Regions from separate parts of the Mus musculus genome. Here region 1 is linked to region 2. Evidence: chromatin contacts called from public HiChIP or PLAC-seq data. All regions are on one chromosome and are shown on one strand. The core of a region is the stretch at or near the end of the contact, and the rest is flanking DNA. Distances in the headings are between cores, read along the strand shown. Region 1 holds the start of Zbtb10 (zinc finger and BTB domain containing 10). Region 2 has its middle 21 kb from the start of Gm41996.

The links. HiChIP or PLAC-seq counts read pairs in DNA pulled down with a chosen protein or histone mark.
Region 1: a BATF HiChIP or PLAC-seq map of CD8 T cells shows a contact between it and region 2, with 30 read pairs. The contact joins the promoter of Zbtb10 here to the enhancer-like site in region 2. A contact is called at or near these places in 2 of 15 datasets of contacts at CTCF or cohesin (CD8 T cells and the NIH/3T3 cell line), 16 of 484 Hi-C or Micro-C datasets (B cells, CD4 T cells, the HL-1 cell line and 11 more), 12 of 115 datasets of contacts at active chromatin or transcription factors (CD8 T cells, bone marrow-derived macrophages, embryonic stem cells and 6 more) and 1 of 9 other capture datasets (adipose tissue).

What each region holds. Positions count from the first base shown.
Region 1 is chr3:9,246,985-9,253,518 of GRCm38.p6, reverse strand. It overlaps Zbtb10 (zinc finger and BTB domain containing 10), which reads right to left and starts at 2,952. Exons shown (of 6, transcript NM_177660.3): 1 at 1,439-2,952. The coding sequence starts at 2,389.
Region 2 is chr3:9,149,774-9,156,717 of GRCm38.p6, reverse strand. No RefSeq gene overlaps it. Among named protein-coding and RNA genes, the nearest start is that of Gm41996, 21 kb to the left of the region's middle. Within about 2 kb of position 2,332, at least 158 of the 459 cell types and tissues checked have an H3K27ac peak or open chromatin away from gene starts, as enhancers often do. A contact at or near this core is called in B cells, CD8 T cells, the HL-1 cell line and 12 more, where this site is marked.

The DNA.
Region 1 (6,534 bases), core at 1,703-4,202, 96 kb before region 2:
TTTTCCCCCATTACAAAAGTCTTTATAAGCACTAGCCTCAGGCTGTCATCCAGGGTTTAAGGCAATTTACTAAATGGGCTTTACATCTTAAAAGTAAGTGACCTTCAGAAGGTGTGGTAGCACACACCTTTAATCCCAGCACTCCAGAGGCAGGCAGATCGGTGAGTTTGAAACCAGCCTGGTCTATATACTTAAGAGCTCCAAGGTAGCCAGAGACCCTAGAGAGGAGAGAAAGAAGGGGGGGGCGGATAGGGGAGAGACCTTTCTAAGATTTAGGAAATTTTGTGCAAATAAAAACTCAACCCAAACAAGCTCCATTTCCCTGCCTTCTGGGGGAAAAAAAAAAAACCCAACCAAACAAAATAACCCATGCTTTTAAAACTAAAGCCTCTCTAAGCTGGGTTACTTGTGTGACTAATAAACTATAGTGTAAGTGTGCTGAGCAGCAGGATGGCTCCCATAAACACCATGGTGAGGTACTAATACCTGAGTGTCGGTCAGCAACACAAAAGAATCAATTCCACCCACCACCACAGGTTGTCTGAGTCATAAAAAGGAAGACTGACCAACAGCTATTTGACTTGAAAAGGGCTATCAAAACGGTCAGGCTCCTGTAAAAAGGGGGGAGGGGGACTAAAGCTCATAGGTAGGCTTGCTCTGTAACTAGGTTTCCAGTGAGCAAATGAAGCCCAAATCACTTCACATTAAACATTTCCAGAGCTAAGATTAACACCCTTCATATAAGCTATTCACGACCATGTTTTTGAAAAGGATAATACACTCAGAAGAGAAATATCAGTAAGTAACTAGCTAAAGTGTACAATGATTATACCAAACAAGTTTAACAGAGACGGACATCGTAAAATTATTTACCCTACTGAACTAACTTCCTGTACATTTGCATAAGCCTCTCATATTTCACATTATCTCGACCTGACACGAGTTTAAGAGTGGACAGCCTGTAGCACCGAAGCTTAAGGAAACTGTTTAATCCATTCTTCAGGCTACTTCTAGTACTTTAGTGTCTACGAACACAAGAAGGGACAGTTCTAAAATCTCCTCTGACTTAAAAAAAAAAATCCTTTTTGACCGAAAGTCAATCAAAGGTTAAAATCTCCAACCTCTCCCAGCCTCTCTCTCGGATTCAATCTCACAGGCAAACCCTAACTCGAAAAAGAAGATAAACCCAGCGATATCATTAGAAAACTGTCCTTCTACCCCTCCTCCCCCAATAGATCCACAACTTTGGAAAACTTTGTTTCCAGGCTTTCTAAACCCCTACGCATAAGCTCTCGCGAACCTCTCTCGATCGGAACGAAGTGAGTCTTCCCCCGGAGGATCTTAATTTCCCCCCTTCTTTACTTTAGTTTTAGTCTTCCCCACTGATAAACCTTTCCCAAAAGATGTGGTCGAAAAGCAAAGGCAGGATCTACGGTACCTGGGCGTTGGCTTCGTGGAGTTTGTGTTCGGTGGAGACGTGGTGCCTTAGGAGCAGGGTTTTCTTGTAGTTGCGGGTCCCTCGCGAAAGCTCATCATGCCCCACCTGGGTAAGGTCCACGCCGCCCCCATCCTCGGGGATCTTTTGGCACCATCCGCAGAACATAAGGCCGGTATCCTTGGAGTACCGCAGCCAAGGGAAGTCCTTGAGCCAAGAGGTCTGGAAGGAGCACTGGAGCTTCTGCAAGAGGGACTTGGGCCTCGCGAGCGGGAAGTGCTGGACAGTCTCTCCTTCGCCAGCTCCCACACCGCTGCCCTCCGCTTCGTCCCCACCATCGCCGCCCGACCGCCTGCTGCTGCTGCAGCTGCCGCCTTCCGCCCCACTGCCATCGCCCGGGCTCGCCCCCTCCTCCTCGGTGCTGTAGCTCAGGGACGCCCCGTCCTGCATCCACTCCTTCCCCTCCAGCGCGTCCAGCTCCGGATCCACGGCCGCCGGCCCTCGCCCATTGAAATGCCTGAGGGGCCACGCCGAGGTCTCCGGGCGGCCGCGGCTGCTGCCATTGTTGCCGAGACCCCCGCCGCCTCCCCCGCGGAAGGCCAGAGTCCGACGGTTCCTTTCCGCTAGCAGGGGGCCCCCCGCGCCGCCGCCCAGCAAGGAGGGGCCGCCCGTGTCCTGAGGGAGCAGCAGCAACTCCTTGACGTCCTCGGCGGCGGCCGCGCCGGCGGCGGCCTCCGAGTCCTGGGGCTCCAGGCCCTCCAATTCCATTTCCTCGTCGGCCCCGCGCCCATTCGGCTGCTGCGGCGCGGGCGGCGCGGGCAGTCGCGGTTGCGGCTGCGGAGGCCAAGAAGAGGCCTCCCCGCCAGCGTTATTGTTCGTGGGGCCGCCGCCGCCGGTGACCAACCCGCCTCCTCGGAACGCCAGCGTCCTGCGGTTCATCTCACTGAACGACATGGCGCGCGCCGCGGTCACCGCCGCCGCCGCCGCCGCCCGGTGCCTCGGCTCGCGCCCGGGCTCCGGCCGCGTCCCGCGCGCTCGCCGCGGCTCCCCCAACGCTTCGCCCCCGCCCCCGCCCCCGGCGCTGCGCTGCGCCGCTCTGCGCTGCGCTCCCGCCGGCCCGGCCTCACCCTCCCGCCGGCTCGCGCTCGCTCCCGGGCCGCCGCACGCGTCTACTGCCGCCGCCGTCCCAGCCGCGTCCTCTCCACCCGCGCCCCGCCGCGCTCCGGGCAGCGTCCCGCGCGGAGCGGTGGGCGGGCAGCGGAGCGGCGAGCCGGGCGCGTGCGGCCTTCGAAGTTGAGGAGGAGTGCGGTTGCCCCTCCGCTGCCCCGCTTCAGCGCTGCGCGCACACACCGGCCCGCCAACAGATCTCCGTCCTCGGGGGGAGTCGTGTCGCCGCCGCCGGCTGCCGAGGCGCGGACGCGAGAGGCGCGCTAAGCCGCCAGGCTCCGCCACATAGCGAGCCGACAATAAAGCCGGCGGAGCGTTTCCGTCCGACCAGGCCCTGGCGGAGGTCGAATGGCAAATGAACAACGGACCGTGCGCCCACAATGCACCGGGGTAGCAGTAACCGCTGGAGGGGGAGAGGGTGGGGGCCGGCCGGGGGAGGGGGCGGGCTGGGCCGGGCTGGGCTGGGCCGGGGGCGCCCGGGGACCGGGAAAGGGGCCGGCCGCTCGGGCCCGCGGGCGGGGGTGCGGCCACGGGAAGGAAGCGGGCGGGGCACGGGCTGGGGTCTCGGGGCGGGGCCGGCTCGGCCAGGACAAACAGCTGGCGGGTGTCAGGGGCCGGCTCGCCGCGGCGCGCCCGTGCGCACGGTCCCCGGCTCTCGCCACGACTTCACCTGGGACTCCAGGAGTAAGTGCGGTGGGAGCGCGCCCGGCCCTGTCATCTGCCGGGGGAGGGGTGGGTGGCCGTGCCCGAGGAAGTGAACTTATTTTGTTCCTGCACAAAAGACTGGACCAGGCGGTGCCTCCCTCGCGAGGACACCTCCTTGGGCTCCTTGTGTACGCCGGGCAGCACCTCTGGCCCCGGGCGACGATCGTTTCGCAGAAAATGCACCGCCCCGAGTGTCTTATTGCTGTGATGAAATGGAAATTTAAATAAAAGGTCGAACACGTGCGTTCAGTGGGAAGTATTGACATGGGTGTTACATCACCAGCAGCCAATCAGATATCTCCAGTCGTGTTTATACTTCTACAACCACCTTGTGAGTATTACAGTATGTCATAGCGTTATAAATATTAGGCAGGGTTTTCCCCATGAACGGGGAGGAGTCAGCTGCTGCGGGCGCCGCGTGCGGCCGCGAAGGGAGTGCAGCTCCGAAGACAGGGTGTGTAGATGAGAATTAATTTTTAGGATTTTGAGAAAAGCTCTTGGCATCGCGTATGGAATTTAGAGTGATTACATCGGTCTAAGCTGGAAATGAACCTCCCTAAGTTATATTAGTTTACTTTTTTGTTTTTGTTTTTCAGAAAGAGGCCTTGCCAATTAAGAACCCTTAAACTCACCCTCCCCATTAACTATGCTCTATTTGGAAAACATTAGCACGTTTACACTCATTAATTCACAAAGTGAGGTCGATTTATCTGTTATTTATTGGGAGCGATTTTTGAAACAGGGTCAAGGCCAGCCTAGTCTACATTTTAGGTCAGCCAGGGATACACACAAAGATCCTGCCTCAGTATCTCGAGTTCTGGTATTACAGGTGTGAACCACCATGTTGCACAAGCTTAATTTAAAAATTCGTATGTTTGAGCCTATTTCAGGCTTTCTTTCCTGTTTTTTTTCCCCCTGCCTTTCTTAATTTTTTGTTTTGTTTTGTTTTGTTTTTGTTTTTCGAGTCAGGGTTTCTCTGTGTAGCCCTGGCTGTCTTGGAACTCACTCTGTAGACCAGGCTGGCCTCGAACTCAGAAATCCACCTGCCTCTGCCTCCCAAGTGCTGGGATTAAAGGCGTGTGCCACCACACCCGGCTAATTTTCTTTCTTTCTTTCTTTCTTTCTTTCTTTCTTTCTTTCTTTCTTTCTTTCTTTCTTTCTTTCTTTTTTTTTTTTTAAGACTATGTAGCCCTAGCTGTCCTGGAACTCACTAGGCAAGAGTGGCTTTGAACCCACAGACATCCACCCACCTGGAGTTTCCCTTTTGGGGTGGGAGTGGAGTGAAGAGAGCAGTTGATAAATGGTGGTCTCTCATCTTTCAAGTTTTAAAATTCAGATTGATGGCTGTTGTGTCTGAGGACTCAAGAGTTAAGTTCCCAGAGCCTGTGTATGGCGACTGCCTGTGTAAGTGTATGGAGGCTCAGAGCCTGTAATAGCAGCAACAGGGGATTTGCTCAGGTACCAGGCACACATGGTGCACAGACAGACATACCTGCAGGAACAATGCCCATGCACACAAGTTTTTAAAGCACATTTTCTCAGTGTTATAAATTAATATTTGCTAACACTTTTTTTTGAGACAGCATTATTATGTAGCCTGCTGGCCTTGAACTCTCCAGCCTGGGTCTGTCACCATGCCCAACTTACCTCAATGGAACTTTTGATTTGTTTATACAGGTCTCACTCTATGTCCCTGGTTGTCCTAGAAAGCACTGTATAGATGAGGCTACCTGTAATTCACAGCAATCCTGCCTTAGTCCAGGCTAGGATTAAAGGTGAGAGCCCCATGCCCAGTTTCCTTAACACTTCTGATTGAACTAAGCCCAAGACGAGTGTTGAGCTGTGTCGATTTAGATTTTTCAAAGCCACTTTGACTTAATTCGCCTTAATTTTGGTACCTGGTGTAATGAAGTTTTGTATATGAAATAAAATTGATGAATTCTAAAGTGAGTTTGAGTTTACTTGTGTAAACTTGTCACCTATGACAACATAATTTCGGTGAGCTGACTGAGGGGACTTCCATGCCACCAAAAGCTTTGACTTGGGGTGTCTTCCTATCATCTACCCGTACTGCCACCTGCCATCAGGTGCCGTAGGCCCTGTACTTGGATAAAGGCCCTCAGAGTGAGTTGGTGAGTTCTGGTTGGTGATTTTTCAGACAGTTCTGTGCCATACACCTTGGAGGAAGAAGGAAAACCTGCCTGCTGTGGCTGCTGTAGTATGGAAAAGTGTGACAATGACATGCTTGGTTTTCAATGTGTTTTTTTTTTTTAAGACTCTAAGCATTTTGCAAATAAATACATTATATTTTAACCACCCCAGCCTCTTTCCCTTAAAAAAAAAAAAGTGGTTACTGACATCAATCAATTATAAGATTAAGATTGAGAAATGTCATCTGTATTTATTCATATCATCTGCTTTATTCAAAAACTAATAAACTTACCTCATCTCAAGCTTGAATCCCTAATTAATGTAGAATAGGAACTATATTAAGTTAGGCTAGAATCTGCTTCCTATGTATTTTTATAGCAATCGAGTCAACCAAAACAGTTCAAGTTCTACTTGGCATTCACAATGAGTAAATGCCTTTCCTCACACGCACATCCTTCCTTATGTTTTATAGGTCTACACTGTTGTTAGGTATGGTAGCACATTACTGTAATCCCTGAAATGAGGAAGCTGAGGCAGGAGGATCATTTCAAACTAGCCTCTGCTATAGGCTTTAGACCAGCCTAAGCCACACAAGATCTTGTCTCAAAAAATGAATTAATGGACAAATATTTAAATAATTTCCACATGGCTTCTTTCTGAAATTATCTTTAAACATGAGCTAATTGAGTGACACTCAGGATGGGGAGCCACTGTGCGGCTCAGGACTCCCAGGAAGCCCATCTCCAGGGGATCCAGTTGCCTCTTCTGTTCTCCACAGACAACCCGCCCCCAACACACACATAAAAGTAACTTTTAAAGAATGAATGATGGAGCCGTGTGGTGGCACACATCTTTAATCCTAGCACTTGGGAGGCAGAGGCAGGCGGATTTCTGAGTTCGAGGCCAACCTGGTCTACAGAGTGAGTTTCAGGACAGCCAGGGCTATACAGAGAGAAACTGTCTCAAAGAGTGAATGATACATTAACATGGACCCTGAGATCTCTCAAATGCTGGACCACCAACCTGGCAGCATACACCAGCTGATCTGAGGCCCCAACACATATAGCAGAGGACTG
Region 2 (6,944 bases), core at 1,083-3,582:
ACCTAAGAAGTCTTCCGTGAAGATATCAATTTTCTCCTTAGGTTCCAGAGTCACCTTGAGTCCATGTCATCTCATCTGTGATGAGAACTCTAAGGACAGGCCACCTTTTCACAGTTGAACTCTGACTATCCATCCACCAACTTAATGTAATGGGTGGTTACAGACACTATGTAAGGCCTGATCCCGCCCCCCTGCCCCAGAGCAGGGCACTGCCTAGCCTCCCACAGGAAGTGACATCATGGTCTCTAGACAGTGAGCGCAATCCCTTCTCCTGGGAAAGCTCCAGGCAGGATGAGCTTCTCAAGTGTAGCTATCCACTGCCTCAGACGCACTTCAGTCTAATGACATCAGAATCTCCGGAAACAGATCCCTGTGGCCAGTAACCAGCGGGCTTGGGGATGCTCCATGGTTAACAGCCACCTGAAAAGAACTAATTGTGGTAGCTGATGCTAAAGCTTTAGCACCCCAGTGTTCAGGATCACCCCAGCAGAGTAGCTCCCCTCTGAAGGCCCTCTTCACTCTGATAGGCTTGACCTTTATACCTCATATCCAAGAATGACAGGACTTAGACCTTGAATTCTACAATGACAGTTTATGCTCACTTGATTGCCACTGCCTATGGTCACACATGTGCGCGTGTGCGCGTGCCGCGCGCGCGCACACACACACACACACACACACAATGTAGTGACACACAAAACTGTTAAACTAAAAGCAGGTGCTGTTCCTCCCGTCTCAGTTCCAGAATGGTATGCAGCAGCACACACACAGCTGGTGCTATATTGGTTTGATTTTTGTTTTGTTTTGAACAGAACACACTAAACACACCGAGGGTCTGAGACAATGTAGGCTTTTGTGACTGTGTGAAGCGCTACTCCTAACAAGATCTGTAGACACTGGCCCTAAACTCACAGAGACCCTGAGTGCTGTGACTAAAGGCATGGGCCGCCACCACCCAGTGGGACTTTTGTTTTTTGTTTTTTTGTTTTTTTATTTATTTAGTTTTTATTTTGTTCAAGGTAGGGTTTCCCTGTGTAGCCTTGGCTGTCCTAGAATTCACTCTGTGAATCAGACTGGCCTTGAACTCAAAGATCCATCTGCCGCCTGAATGCTGGGATTAAAGACGTGCATCATTTTCTCTATACATTTCTAAAATGAAAAAATAAAGTTGATCTATTCTTCTTCCCCCACTCCTCCATTCATTCATTCATTCATTCATTCATTCACTTATTCACTCATTTTGAGTTCTAGCAATGGGACCCAGGGCCCACACACAGTTACAGGTCAGGTCTATCACTGAGCTATATCCCAGCCCCAGGTGAGTCACTTCTCAACGGGGATCAGTTCTAGATCGAAAAACTTATCTAAACTATACCATATTAACATTGTGTCTCTCAAGAGTGATTTGCAGTCTGTAGAGTGCACTCAACTATGCGTTTTTGAATGTCCCTGCTTTCAGGAGAGCACTCTGCTAGAAAGGTTCTAACTGCCCCAAGACCTTGACAGTGCAAACGCAGTGTTAAAGCGGATTGCATTCTGTCTGCACCCATGACACTTGTAAACCATACTATGATTATGCTGAAGAAATGCACTACAAACCCCACAGAAGCCTCGCACTGCTGGACAGACAGGTCTCAATCCATGCCAAATCAGAAAATCACGGGACAGCTTCTCTGAAATCTCGCTTGAGAAAAGGTCCATTGTAAAATCTCCAAAGGTCCTGAAAGGCTTTGAGGAGCCAGGAGAAGCAGTGTTCCCACCCATTGGGAGGCCCCCAGTGGCAGCAACTGTGGAGAGGTTAGGAGAATTCTGTGAGCTAGGGGCTTCCCAGGGCGACCACCCCCAGCTCCTCTTTCCTTTTCACAAAACAGAAGTGGGGATTTCGTCTTTGCTGAACAGCCTTTAGGACTTTCCCAGCCTCCCAAGGAGAAGATGCAAAGTGGGGGTCCCCACTTTTAAGGACCCCTGAAGCTCCCCTAGGACTTGACCCTGGTGAAGTGTTTGTAAAGATGCTGCCCCATCTGCATTTCACCCATTAAGCCATCCTGACTAAAGTTAGGGCGTGGTACTACACTAGGCAGCTTCAGAACCTTCTAGATGACATTTAAACAGTTCCGATGGAGAACAACAGCTTCAGGCTGTATATCGATAAGCGCAGGCCTGTGCACTGTGCTTAAAATGGTTGGGAGGGGTTTGGGGTGGGCATGAAGGCCGGAGCTCGGGACCCTTTCACCCTCCTGTACTGTACCTGGCCTTCAGTACTGCCTCCCGCATCCCTTTCCACACCACCACCTCTTACTTTCTGTTTCACTTTTCTTCTTTCCACCTCTTCTGCAGCAGAGAGCAGATTACAGGAAGTAGGAGACAATCGAGTTAAACTAGGTAACTGAACTGTGAGCAGAGCTCAGAGGTGGAGCGCTGGCTTAGAGCCTGTGAGGCCCTGGGTTTGATCTCAGCTCAGAGAAGTGACAGCCTTTTCCAGGGCATAACCCACTATACTCCAGAACAAGCCAGTAGAAGTAGGCTTTACCTCACCAAGGGCAACATGGATTGGCACAGACCCTTTACGTGCCGTGCCCATGCTTAGAAACTATGAGATCTGTTGAAATGGGAGAGGGAGAAATAGAAAGACTTGCTTGTTGACACCCAGAGATATCCATGTCCCTGTGTCATCGGAAAGTGGAATTCTTCTTTTATGCCAAGTACCGGTTGTCCTGTCTCTGGGGGAAAAAATGTCATACCCTGGGCAAGCATGGAGAGAGAGAAAAAAAGTAATTCAGGAGCAGGCAGGCATCCAAGCATCCGACTGAGTATACAGCAGGAGCCGATCTGTGTGAGCTGTGTGTGGTTAAATCAGTCAGGCCTGAGTGAGTCATCTGATACTCTCAGGATGTCTCAGCAGAGAAGCCGCACCAAGCAATGCAGCTTAGGGATCAGACAGCAAAAGTCCCTTTATCATTGAAACCTCCTGACCTCAAAGTCAGTCTTCTGTGTTTACATTCTTTGGGGAAGTCACCTCAGAAGACATAAAGAGGCTTTTGAGCTTGTAGCTTAGCAATTTTCACAAGGATCCAGAACCACCTTTTTCAGTGGCCAATTTAAATGTCTTATTAAACCAGCCTTTGAGCCCAGATCACTTATTAAATATTTGACCCAGGAATCTAAGCCTGAAAAACTAACAACATTAAAAATGACATACAAATAATATGGGAGATGCAGGTATGTTGCTATCTAGGCTGAGAGCATCTAAGCTATAAATTTCAAAACCTTCTTGACTGAAAAAGGAGAGTGCCAGGTAAGTCCATTTGTCCTGAGTCCCACGGTGGGACCAGACCGTGGTTGGCATGGCCCAGAATGAGAAGAGTCCAGGCAAGCAGGAGCTGCAAACTCACCAAACTCTTCTACACTTGACCGTTTGAAACAGAAACAGCAGCAACCAGAAGACCATTTTTTAAAGATGGTCTTTTTGTGGTAAAAATAATTTGAGGTAATGCTCTTCTTAGAAGTTTGGAAGGAATCTGTTGACACATAGCTCCAACAAACTATAAACACCCCCAACCTTTTGTTAGGAATGTATACCGCCAGCAGTAAAGCATGGGGCTTATTGAGATATGAGGAATGCTCCTATAACAGCAAGGAGTACCCACAGGGATGCTTCCAGCATCTGACTAGGGCTCGCATGTGCTGCTGGCTAGGCGTGACAATGGCATCGAGGGTGAAGGTCTTCTGTGTGCGCAGGTCTAGCTCAGGGACAGTATGTTCACTAGTTCACTGATGAGCCTGAGAACAGGCAGAGAGCTGCTGTGATGGGTCAATCAGGGCCTTTTGTGTGCGCCTTTGTTCTCTCTCTCACCAGTGTCTCTCTCACCAGTGTCTCTCTCACCAGCATGTTTATCACCAGTGTTTCTATCACCAGTGTTTCTATCACCAGTGTTTCTATCACTAGTGTGTGCATTTCTATCACCAGTGTGTTTATCATATGGTCTCATAGGAAACTCACCAGCAAAGGTGGGCATGGTAGCTCACACCTAAAATCCCAGTACCGAGAAGTTTGAGGCTGGCTTTAGCTACATATGAGATCTTGTCTAAGAACCAAAATGAGGAAGGGAGAGAGGGAAAGAGGGGGAGGGGAGGGAGAGAGTGGGGAGGGATGAGAGAGGGGGAGTGAGGAGGAGGGGAAGGGAGAGGAGGGGGGGGAGAGGGGGGAGAGGGCTTGCTTCACCTCCCACTGCTGGGCTGGCAGGAGAGTGCCAGCATCCCGGATGAGTCAGTTGGTTTTATTCCAATGCTCTCCAGCACCTTGTACTACTTTATAACTTTGTGAAAGTGAATGGAGACAAATTAAATAAACAAATATGCAGTGCTTTATAAGAGAATAAATATCTTTATAAGTGTGTGAAAGCCACAGTTTCTTAGGAGTTTGAATAATAAGAGAGAAAAACCCCATTGATTTGGACTTTCTCAAGGCATTTTAAATGTGTGCTCTTCAGGACACTAAGAAAACCAAAAGCAATTTAGGAACTGAAGAACATACTTAGAGTGCAATCATCTATTGAAGGACGTGTGTTAACAATATATAAAGAGTTTTCTTGGGCAGGAGAGAGTCTGCTCAATGATTAAAGCATGCAGCACTCTCACAGAGGACCAGGGTTCAGTTCCCAGCAGCCTGCGACTCCAGCTCCATGTGCATCCAGACCCCCGGGGGGTCCCTGGACTTGGGGATATCCTGCCCCTCCCCACACAGACACACACACAAACACACAATTTAAAACAAATCTTTTTAAAATAAAATCATATCACCATAAAGCAGCAAGAGATTCGAGATGATGTTTCACCAGAGAAGATGCAGGGGCTGAGGGGACTTGAGAAAGCAGCCTGCTTTTAGTCATAGGAAAGTGAAAGTGAGAGCCCCTGACACCTACAGGTCTGCCCACAGTGAGAAGGAGCAAGAAAAGGAAACAAGGGAACCACAAGTGACCCCAGCTGTGCTGTCTCACACCAAGAGTGCAAAGAAGCCATTGGGGAAAACAGGTAGGTTCTCCCTGTGTCCCTGCTCCTTCCCTCTCCCTCCCCATTACATCTCCCCTTCTCAGTCCATCCCTCTCCCGCTCCCTGTTCCTCCCTCTCCCCATTCCCTCCTCCCCTTTCCTCCTCTCCCCTCCCCTTCCCATCCCTCCTTCTACCTCTCCCAGTCCCTTCCCCTCTCTTTCATCCCTCTCCCTCCTCCTCCCCTTCCCCCTCCATCTCCCCTACTCTTTCTCTATCATCATCATCATCATTATTAATTTGCATATTTATTTGAAACACTGTCTCTTTACATAGTCCTGGCTGTTGTATAGGTCAGGCTGGCCTCATCCTCACACAGATCCTCCTGCCTCTGCCTCGAGGTGCTGGGATTAAAGCTGTCCACCACCTTGCCCAACTCTCTCTTTTCTTGAAATTAATTCTTTAGTTAGCATGCAACATAATAGGCACAATAATAACATTTTATGCACATTTATCATGGTGGCTTTCTCATCTTCACTCTGCCCCTCCTGAGAGAAAACATGTGATAGTTGTTCTTTCTTGCTTCCTCTCCATTAGCCCCTCTAGATTCCATTTCCCTTTGGTCCCACCTGGTTTCAAGCACCTCTTGTATTTTTTGTCACAGATATGAAATAAAACCTGCAGTATTTATTTGTCTTCCTGTGTCTGCCTTATATTGTGAAACACAATCTCTGGTTCCACCTATTTCTCAAAAAAATAAACAAACAAACCAACAACAACAATGAACATAATCTTTTTTGTTTAATTTTTTATTGGATATTTTCTTTTTTTACATTTCAGATATTATCCCCTTTCCTGTCCCCATCCCGGAAACCCCCTATCCTATCCCCCTCTGCCTCTATGAGGGTGTTCCTGATCCAACCACCACTCCTTCCACCCCACCTCAGTTCCCCTACACTGGGGCATCGAGCTTTCACAGACCAAGGGCTTCTCCTCCCATTGATGCCAGACAATGCCATCCTCTACTACATATGTGGCTGGAGCCATGGGTCCCTCCATGTGTACTCTGGTGGTGGTTTAGTCCCTGGGAGATCTGGGGGTGGGGTGAGTCTGGTTGGTTGATATTGTTGTTCTTCCCATGGGGTTGCAAACCCCTTGGGCATAATCTTACTGTTCACATTTATTGTTACATTTATGTATTCATGCCATGACACACACATGGAAGTCAGAGGACAATGTGAGACCAGGTTCTCTGTCTCCTACTGCGTGAATTCCAGGATCAAACTCGGGGTGTCAGGCTTAGCAGAAAGCCCCTGTACCTGCTGAGCCTTCTCAGTGGCACCACTGCTCTTTATGGCTGAACCAAACGCTAATGTGAATTTATGCCACATTTCCCTTATCTACTCTTTTATTGATGGGAATCAAACCTGACGCCATCTTGGCTGATACAAACCATGCTGCTAACCGCTAACCTACAATGCAGGAGTGGTACAGAAAGATGGTGTGGCAGCTCTATGTTGAGGTTCTTAAGGAACCCCCATCCTGATTTCCTTTGTGGCTGCATTCTTCCCATTCTTGACGTAGGCTTATGAGGACCCCCTTTCCACACATCCTTTTGAACATTTGAAGTTGTCTGTTTACTTGATGGTATCCATTGTGACTGGAATGATGTGGCATCTCCATGTGGTCTGCATTTCCCTGATGGCTATAGATACTGAATTTATTGATTGGATGGTTGGGCAGGGGTGTTTAGTTTTTGGAGTTTCCTAAGAAGTAAAATATAGTTATGACATGACTGCAAACCGCTGGCGAGATGAGTCAGCCCTGTGTAGAGTTGTGTGCACAAATGCTTTGCTCATGTTAGCTCATTAGTTCATATTTATCCGTATGTAAAAAGCCCAACTTGAAAACAATGGAAATGGTCATCAACTGGTCAACGTAATAAATCATTTGTGATG